3 separate regions of the Macaca mulatta genome follow, and all the other regions are linked to region 2. A link is a contact called in public Hi-C data. All regions are on one chromosome and are shown on one strand. Each heading gives the region's core, a stretch centred on a gene start, on an enhancer-like site or on the middle of the called end of the contact. The rest is flanking DNA. Distances are from core to core; before and after follow the strand shown. Region 1 holds the start of LIG3 (DNA ligase 3). Region 2 has its middle 60 kb from the start of CCL1. Region 3 holds the start of RAD51D (RAD51 paralog D).

Evidence for each region. A called contact is a pair of places that touch in the nucleus more often than the background predicts.
Region 1: a contact with region 2 is called in a Hi-C map of fetal cortex germinal zone, with 5 times the contacts expected there. The contact joins the promoter of LIG3 here to the enhancer-like site in region 2. A contact is called at or near these places in 3 of 14 Hi-C or Micro-C datasets (fetal cortex germinal zone, fetal cortical plate and liver).
Region 3: a Hi-C map of fetal cortex germinal zone shows a contact between it and region 2, with 3 times the contacts expected there. The contact joins the promoter of RAD51D here to the enhancer-like site in region 2. A contact is called at or near these places in 7 of 14 Hi-C or Micro-C datasets (CD4 T cells, blood, fetal cortex germinal zone and 3 more).

What each region holds. Positions count from the first base shown.
Region 1 is chr16:44,500,778-44,504,130 of T2T-MMU8v2.0, forward strand. LIG3 (DNA ligase 3) reads left to right here and starts at 1,309. Exons shown (of 20, transcript NM_001265970.1): 1 at 1,309-1,410. It overlaps CCT6B (chaperonin containing TCP1 subunit 6B), which reads right to left and starts at 1,239. Exons shown (of 12, transcript XM_015119058.3): 1 at 1,151-1,239. The coding sequence starts at 1,198.
Region 2 is chr16:43,939,256-43,942,258 of T2T-MMU8v2.0, forward strand. No RefSeq gene overlaps it. Among named protein-coding and RNA genes, the nearest start is that of CCL1, 60 kb to the left of the region's middle. Within about 2 kb of position 1,471, at least 3 of the 40 cell types and tissues checked have an H3K27ac peak or open chromatin away from gene starts, as enhancers often do. A contact at or near this core is called in fetal cortex germinal zone, where this site is marked.
Region 3 is chr16:44,640,600-44,643,678 of T2T-MMU8v2.0, forward strand. It overlaps RAD51D (RAD51 paralog D), which reads right to left and starts at 1,353. Exons shown (of 10, transcript XM_077970796.1): 1 at 472-1,353; 2 at 49-110. The coding sequence starts at 844. It overlaps FNDC8 (fibronectin type III domain containing 8), which reads left to right and starts at 2,806. Exons shown (of 4, transcript NM_001194617.2): 1 at 2,806-3,079. The coding sequence starts at 2,920.

The sequences.
Region 1 (3,353 bases), core at 59-2,558, 560 kb after region 2:
TACATATTATTAATGAGATATTTTACTTTTTTTAGTATGAATTTTTTGGTTTGTATTTTCTTCACTTATAGCACATCTCAATTCCATGCAACATTCAAGTGCTCAATAGTCACCTGTGGCTGTGATTACAGCACTGGAAAAAGACAGATACCATTGAGGAAACTTAAAAAAAATGTAGCAAATGTAGAGATGTGCTCAAGATCACTCAATTATCATAGCTAGGACGTAAGTCTCCAGTGACCTTCCAATTCCAAAGCCCTGGTTCATTCTGCTGCGCATTAAAAACAGGTTTTACTCCCCTCCGAACATTAGAATCGCAGTTAAACTTACTCAACCAAACTTAATGTATCCAATACAAAACTCATCCTTCTGCCCCTAACACCTCCTCTGCCTCTCTATTTTCTATTTCAGTTGATGGTACCCTTATCTTTCTGCTCACTCAGATTATTATTATTTTATCCATAAATGAGCACTTTATTTAGATCATTTAAATTCTAAATGATCTTCAAAACCACACTTTACTCTCCACCCCAACTAGCTGAATTTCATCTCCCACATGGGTCACTATGAGAACCTTCTGATTTGTTCCCTTGCCTCAGTCTCTCCCCACCCAGCTTCAACAGTATTCCCTAAGACTCTTCATGGCTCTCCACCCTCTACAGAGTAAAGACGAAACTCTTCATCACACAGCACAGAATTCTCTCGGGAATCTGTTCCTTGCTTACCTAACAAGGCCCAAATGTTTGCTGTTCCTAGACTCTGAAGAGGTCCTTTACCCTCAGGCTGCTACACTTGTAAAAATCGCCATCCCCAACTCTCATGGAGCTGGCTTCAGATTTAAGATAATACACTTTGAACGATATACAATCAAGGAGTTTCTCCTCCATCACTCCTTTACATTTTATATCTACCTGCTATTTAGTGCCTCGTCTCAATTCCATGAAAGTTACTGACTACTATTTACTAGGCAGTCTGCAGGACACAAAGAGAGGGATTATATTTAAAAAATAGATTGACGCAATCTTTGCCTTCCCCGACCTCATTACAGTATCTTTAAAAACTAGATCCTCTCTAACAGTATGAGAAAATCAAGGGGATCCTCGGAAGTTCAGGCCAGGCTGCGTTCCGAGGAGCCACCACGTCCCCTCACCTCCGCTTCCCGGGCGGCGATTGCAGGTTGAAAACTACTTCCAAACATCACAGGGCAGGCAGACTGTGACTATGACCCACGTGGCAGACGGGGGCGGGGACAGGTAGCGCGGCCGCGGCCTCGGTTCTTGCGCCTGCGTGCTGCCTCCAGCTCAAGGACCCGGATTTAAAGAGACAGGAACTCCAACCGTCGTGGGCTGCCGGCGGCCTGTAGTGAGCTAGTCCCGAGGCCTGCGGTGAGCGCCGGAGCTGGAGAGGCAGGTGAGGAGCGGCGCGGCGGGGCCCGGCATGGGGAAGGCAGCGGGCCGGGGCGGGGAGCTCGGCGCGGCCGAGGAGCCAACCCCCCGGCTCCTCCCCCGCCCGCCTGCAGAGCCCCGGGGCACACCCTCCGTGACGTGGCGGCCCTCCCGGGAGCCCATGGGGAGGCTCGCGGCTCCCCGGGACCCCCACGGTGCCGCGTGAGGCGGGGAAGCCGGCGCCTGGCTGTGCGCCCTGGGGAACCCACGGGGCCTTCTCGTATCCCGGCCCGGCGTGCGTCCTCCTGCGCTGAAGCGGGCGCGCTCGGGTGGGGCTCTGGGAGCCTTGATCACTTCCCGCCTGCGTCCCGGACCCGGTGGAGGAGCGATCTTTTCTACCTCGCCGGGGGTCGCGGCCTACTCCGCCCGCCCCACTGTCCCCGCCATTCTCCGAGAGCGGCGCGGGAAGCCCTTCGAGAAAAGCGGCGGCGGCCAGGCCTCAGCGATTTCCCTCTCTGGCCCCTGGGCTGCGGCCGTTGTGAGGGTGCGGAACGAGGGACAGACGGGTTTCCTCAAAGCTGCATTGTGCCTCCTCGTGGCCCAGCGCCTCCCGAGCCTCCCTCAAGTCCACTCCTTTCATAATTGGGGCCCTAGAGGTTGCTCTGCAAATTGATCTTCCAGGGAAAGTGTTGAAACTCACTTGTTCTGACCTCCTTTTATGGGTCTGCCGTACTTCCACCCACCTCACCTCTGTGGTTCTTAAACTTTGAGCGTTATATAGCCCTTTGTGAATGTCACGAAAGTGATAGACCTCCAAAAATCCGTGCATTTTCGAATGTGCATTTTGTATACATTTTTAGAGAGTTCAGAACCGCCTCCCTCCCCCACAACCAGCGCATTCATGGATTCCTTGTAATTTTCCCAACTACCCTGTGATGTAGGTATTTTTTACCCTATTTTAGAAATAAGAAAACAGATGCAGATAAATTAAGTTTTCTCCGAGGTAACAGTCGGTAAACTGTACCGTCAGACTTGCACTCCCATCCCTTATTCCAGGTCCACCAGCTTTCCTTCACACCATGTTGCACTACAGTAAGCAAAGCCTGCTTTTTAACATGATAGCAATTTTGCTTCACAGCTTCTTCAGACAACATAATTCCAGTATACTTAAAACTAGGACTATAAAATGCTTTAGAAAACATGAATATAAGAAGATGCTGATATAATCTGTTTCCATTTGGATTGATTTATGAGTTCCTGTGAGTCTTGCTGCCCAGTTACTTCAGCACTCTCTGATTCAAGTTGCTGAATTATAAACAGGTTAATTGCACATCGGGAGCCTCTTCTTGAAACATAACGACTTCACCGATCATGATAGGAGCTGACGTTAATCAGTGAGAGCTCTTGCTGTGTGCCCAGCTGTTTTAAGGGTTTTACTCTTAGAATAGCTATTTGAGTTAGGTCCCATAATTAGTCACATTTTACAGATGGGGAAGCTCAGAAACAGAGGTAAGTAACCCATCAAAGTTATACAGCTGGTACGTGGCGGAGTTAGGATTTGAACTCAGGCAGTCTGATTCCAGGCTCTGCTTAGTTGTCTCTCAATGTAGGGATTCTAACTCAATTCCAAATCTGTATAGTGGCTTGATTTCTGAGGATGGTGTATGTGTTAAACTTCACAATAAAAACTTTATGAACATAATGTAATTTTTACTGGTGATTAAAAAGAAACTTCAGGACCGGGCGCAGTGGCTCATGCCTGTAATCCCAGCACTTTGGGAGGCCAAGGCAGGCGGATCACCTGAGATCAGGAGTTGTAGACCAGCCTGACCAACATGGAGAAACCCCGTCTCTACTAAAAATACAAAAAAAATTAGCTGGGCATGGTGATGCATGCCTGTAATCCCAACTATCTGGGAGGCTGGGGCAGGAGTATCATCTGAACCCTGGAGGAGGAGGTTGCGGTAA
Region 2 (3,003 bases), core at 221-2,720:
TTCAGATTCCCTTTGGCCCAAAGCTCAGTGCAGATGCCTTCACACGTTGAGGGAGAGCTGACACACACAGTTACTCCGGTCATGTCTCCCCGGAACTCACAGACCCCACATAACTAGAACTGCACATGCAGTAAGGTGGGGGACAGCTTCGACACTCCAGCCCCTGCACTGAGGTGGAAAGTTACACAGTGGAGTGAGGCCAGCACTGGATCCAGAGCCTGGCACAAAGGCCAGGTTCCTGGGAGGGCCTGAATAGCACCTCTTGGCCTTGGGGAGCCGGGGCTAGATGCTGCTGACCAACTGCAAATGCAACCTCTTTACCTGGAGTCACACAGCCCTTCAGGAAATCAGAGGTGCTGGGCCTCAGAAGATGCTGGCCCTCGCTTTGGGACTAGATGACACTCGGGAAGAAAACAGAGAGAAACTGACTTCCTGACGGGCATGGAGGCCGCCTCCTGCCACCTCCTGTCCACCCCCAGGGTGGCCTGCTCTGACTCCGCCCCTCCTTCAGGAAGAGCAGAGGTGACCACTTATTGGGGTGAGAAGGTGCAGGGCGGGCAGCCAGGTAGAGCAAAAAGAGCCTCAGACAGCGAGTAAGAGCCGAGACAGAAGGATGGCGGGTCAGAGAGTGTGAGAGGGAGAGGAGGAGAGGAGGAGGAAGCAGCCCACGCCCAGCCCCAGCCTAGCATGCAACACCGCTCCTGCAGCCTGCCCACTTCTCTCCTCTGCTCCTGAGAACGCCTGCCATTCGCTATTGGGCCCTCCTCTCCCTCTAGTCCAGGTGGTTCCCTCATGCTGTTCCCTTGACAGGAACCCCTTTCCTCAAAAATCCTCTTTTACTGACTTGTCTAATTCCCGCTTGTCTCTTGGATTTGGCCTGACATCACGCTCTGGAGAGCCTCCCTGGGTGCTGCCTCCCCCGGTCTGGTTGGGGGTCTTGTGGGTGACGCCAGCAAGCCGTACACCAGACAACCCCTGCCCTGCCCCCATAACAGTGTTTCCTGAGGACCAGAACCACCTCTTTATGGGGCACCTCCTCACTCTAGACCGAGAAGAAGAAATGTGCTCTCTCCCCGCCTCATCCCAGCACCTCCCAGAGCCCGGCGCTCCCAGCTACTAATGGAAGTTCCCAGAAGGGAACCCTCGCCGGATGCCACTCATCTGGCTTCTCCGTAGCACCTGAGCCTAAGCCCTTCCTACACCACAGGCCACATTCCCTCTGTTCACTCTGCTGCTCGTCCCACCAAGCCCCCAAACCCAAAGCTGCAACCCCTCAAACTCTACACAAGTGAACTAATGGAGGGGGGGTCCCAAGGTTGGGGAAGAAGTGACCTGAGATGCAAGGAGAGGGGCCTGAGACCCAGGGAGGCCCCAGGGAGCAGCTGGGAACATCTGGGTGAGAGAAAGAGGTGGGGGAGGAGGAGAGGGGCAGGAGCACAGAGGGACCGCCAGCTGAAAGAGCCGATCCGAAGAGCTGCAGCCAGCAGGGCCTGGAGACATCAGACCTGGCAGCTAAAATGCCCCATGAATATTTAACAGCCGTCAATATTTAATTAGTGCAGACAGATTAACTCTGAAATCACACACACTTGGGCTGGGCTCCCCCACTCCTGGAGGGGGAGTCAGAAAGAGAGGGGTGGGCGGAGGGAGAGGCTCTGCTCATCACCGTACGGCCCCTAGCCTGCTCACCTTCCCCTCCCTACAACCCCAGCCACCTCCCCCTGCAAAGAGCGGGCGACACTCACAAGTCAGAGGGGCAGCGACACCCTGAGAAGCCAAGGGGAAGGTCTGCATCTCCAGAGGTTTTGGGTACAGTGGGGTGAGGACAGTGCCAGGCAGAGGGGCCAGGTCAGCAGCTGGGGCAGGAGAAGGCCCTTTCCACCGCAGCTCCACCAGCTCTGCCGAGGGTGCGCTCCACGTCAGCAGCACCGCACAGAGCCTGCCAGACCCCAGCCTGACTTGCAGGAGCAGGTGTCTTGGTGTAATTACTTCTGTGCCTGTGCCATGCCTGGATTATGCTGTTGATCGCATCAGCAGTGGGACCAAGAGTCTTTTTATTCTCTTCTTGTTTCTTTGAGTTTTATCACATCTTCTGCCGCTTTTTTATTTAATGGAGTATCCCTGGACTTCATCATCTGGTCATAAATTGCCACAGTTGATGCCTTTTCTAAAAAAAATAAAAAACATTTGGCCCAGGACTTGTAAAATGTCCGAGCCAGGCCTGGACTCTGCCCGCCTCTCCATGCTGGAGTTTACATTCCAACACAAAGAGGGTCTTAGGTTCCAGAAACAACCCAGCTTGCTTTACGACCTTGTGCCCTTGCACATCCTGTGCATTCTGCCTTGAGCACCCTGCCCCTTCCTCCTCCTTCAAGACTTGACTCAGAGTCCTTTTTCCTCCAGGATACTTTCACTGACGTCCTATCTCATAACAATTTGTTTGCTTTCCTGACCCCCCCAGGATGAGCACCTCAAAGAGAGAAATCAAAACCTGTAAATACATCCTGCCTAACCTTGAAATGGGCATCTAGAGGGTGCTCAGTGATCTTCTTTTAACTTTAATGAATTAAAGTAAAAAGAGATTTCACATAGGGACTGGAGAACTGTCAAAGCACGTTGTGTAGATGGCTTATGTATCCGTTAGCTATGGCTGTGTAACAGTCACAAAAGTCTCAGTGGTGTAGGTAAATTAGCCTTCATTCTCAAATGTATTCAAGTCTGTTATGGCTTGGGTGATCTCAGTTCAGCCAGGCAATTCTGCTTCAAGCCACGGCCCTGCTTCTCACTGCAAGATGGAGGGTTGACTGGAAGAGCTTGCTCCAAGCATCTGTCACCCACCCTGGGCTGGCGGGCTAGCTGGGGTATGCTCATTTTATGGCAGTGGGAGAGGTACAATAGGAGATGCCCAAACACATAAAAACTTCTGTCATATTACTAACATCTCCTTTACCAAAGCAACTCACATGGTCAAGCACAAAGTCAGGAAGCAAGGAAGTAAACTGG
Region 3 (3,079 bases), core at 103-2,602, 700 kb after region 2:
TTTTAAAGACACTCAGGTTTGGAGTGTGGAGATAGATACGGAGCTCACCTTGTAAGACAAGCCGCATTTCTGAGCTACCTCCTCCAGGTCTGCAGAAACCAGGTCCACCACTGAAAACAAAACACGTATAGCGGATTGGCAGAGAGGCCGGGGCCCTCCCACACTTGGTTCTTCCTCATCTGTCAAATGGGGTGTCAATTCTACCTCTCAGCAGGCCTTCTCAGGAGGCCACTGTGAAATCACAAAGCTGCCAAGAGCCGGCGCGGTGCCCTGCACACAATAGGAATCCTCCACCCTGCTTTAGAGCTTGGCTCCCCACGCCCACCATTCCTGAGCCTCTCCAGAAGCGTGGCCCTCTAGGAATGGAGGAGAAGCTCCCTGCAAATATGCCAGGGCAGGGTGCCAGCCCTCGGGGCCTGCCCAGGCTGTGCGCGGCCCGCGCGGCTCTCTGGCACGCGCACACCCGGTCACCTGTCTTGATCCTGCGGCTCCTGAGAAGTTGGATCATCTCCTGGGTGAGGCCAGGGCACAGTCCGACTCTGAGTACGCCCATGTTCCCTGCAGGCTGGAAGAGCCCCAAGGAGGACTGCCAGTCACGTGGGCATTCGCGGGGTCCTCTCCAGACGCCCCTCTTCCACCCCTTCCTAGAGGGGACACAGGCGCGCTGGCTGCAGGAGGAGGAAGGAGGGAGGAGGAGGCGGCACCAAGGGTAGGGCTGGGGGTTATCGGCCCTCCCGGGATCCGCCGGGATTCCCGCTTCCAGAGCCCGCCAGCCCGGTCGCGCCGCGCTGCCGCTTCCGGGTTCCAGGCTGGCGCCCGGCGAGGACCTGGCCTGCAGCGCCATCTGCGGGCCGCGTGGGGCAGAGCCGCTGCGCCCCCTACACCCAGCCCGCGGCGCGCCACTCTCCACCGCCCACGACCCGCTCTGCGCTCAACACGCCACCCACGGCCGCATCCGGCCTCTACTTTCTAACGCAGCACACACACCGGCCTTCTAAAGAGCCTTCTGTTCCAAACGCTGGGGACAAAATGCGACCCAAGACGACCCGCCTTTACCCCCAGGGAGCTTACCTGTGAGCGAGGGACAGACAATGAAAAGGAATCACAGAAATCACATCATTACAGATTATACGACAGGTGCCAAGAAGCAGCAAAGCACCCAGGGACACCTGCGTCTGTTTTTCAAAAGTTTGTTTTGTTTTGGTTGATACAGGGTCTTGGTCGGCCGCCCAGGCTGGAGTGCCCTGGTGAGATCTCAGTTCATTGCAGCCTCGACCTCCTGGGTTCAAGCGATCCTCTTGTCTCAGCCTCCTGAGTAGCTGGGACTACAGTCAGGCGCCACATTGCCCAGCTAATTTTTGTATTTTTTTTGTAGAGGTTTCACCTCCACAAAATGGGGTTTCACCGTGTTGCCCAGGCAGGTCTCGAACTCCTGGGCTCAAACAGTCCTCCTGCGTTCGTCTCCGAAAGTGCAGGGATTACAGGTGTAAGCCACCGTGCCTGGCCTTTATTTATTATTTTTTTTTTTTTTTAAGGCAGAAAACCTTAGTTATATAGAACACACACAAAAATACATAATTTGGCTTTTTTTTTTTTTTTTTTTTTTTTTTTTTTTTTTTTTGAGACGGAGTCTCGCTCTGTCGCCTAGGCTGGAGTGCAGTGGCCGGATCTCAGCTCACTGCAAGCTCCGTCTCCCGGGTTTACGCCATTCTCCTGCCTCAGCCTCCCGAGTAGTTGGGACTACAGGCGCCCCACCTCAAGCGGCTAGTTTTTTGTATTTTTTTAGTGGAGACGGGGTTTCACCATGTTAGCCAGGATGGTCTCCATCTCCTGACCTCGTGATCCGCCCGTCTTGGCCTCCCAAAGTGCTGGGATTACAGGCTTGAGCCACCGCGCCCGGCATAATTTGGCATTTTTAAATGTTCTTTGCCTCATCCACAGGAAGAAATAAAACTGTACATGGTTATCTCATCACAAACCTGTGAGGGAGGCGCTATTTTTTATCCCTGTTTCACCAATGAAGAAACTGAGGTTCGGTGAGGTTAAGTCACTTGCCCAAGGTCACCCAGCTAGGCAGCACAGGGCTGGACTTCACATCCACCTCTGACTGCAGAGCCAGTGCTTTCTAACAGCTCCCCTCCCCACCCATGAAGCTGTGTACATGTTTTCCTACTGTAAGGTGGTTTCTCTGAGAGCAGAGATCAGGTGTGGCCTATCTCTGTATTCTGCTGCAACAACCACCATTGTCCCTCCACACAGGAAGGTATTGGGAGTGTCGGTGTAGCACATTTAGAATTCTAGCAGTGAAGTCTGATCATATGTGAGCCATGAACCCCTATAAACCGTCTGGGCTTTCCCTTTCCCCAACCTACTGGGCACAGTGGAATCTGCCGCCTGTGGTTTCAGGATAGAGAGCCTTGGCATCTACGGACAAAGTTTCCCTCCCCAACAGACACTTTCTAATACTGCCTATCTCTCAGGGCCACACCGCCATCCTCTACATGCCCGTCTGTCACCATCCTTCTTCTCCTTCGCAGGGCAGTGCTGAAGGGCACAGGTGTCAGGCATTTTGAGATCTTCAGAGAAGGGCAGGGCTGCTCTCACCATGGAGTATTAGAGCTGGAAGGGGCCCAAGGGCTCATGCAGTCTGTTCCTTGGTTTTACCCCTCTCATGATGCTGCTTCTCAGTCACACTGGCCCTTGGTCTGGCCAGCCACATAGCTAGCGGGACAGCAGTGGCCTCAAATCAAGGGGGGAGGCTGGCCCATAATTGTTACACTCTGTGATGATTATGAAGTCAGCTCGTTGCACCCGCATCCTGCCCAGACTAAAGGTGGGCCATTGCCACCACAGTTTCTCTCTGCTTCTGGTCAGCTGGGTTGTCCTGCACAGTGACGGCTGTCATCCCAAACAAACCAGATGGCATCAGAGGCACTCCATCAAGTGGGAGATGGGGAGGAGGCTGTACTGAAGAAAGAAAACTTCAACATGATGAATGCCCTCGACCAACTGCCAAAACCCTTTCCAAACCCCAAGTCTATGAACCGGACCGTCACTACCAAAGGACTCCCACTTTCCT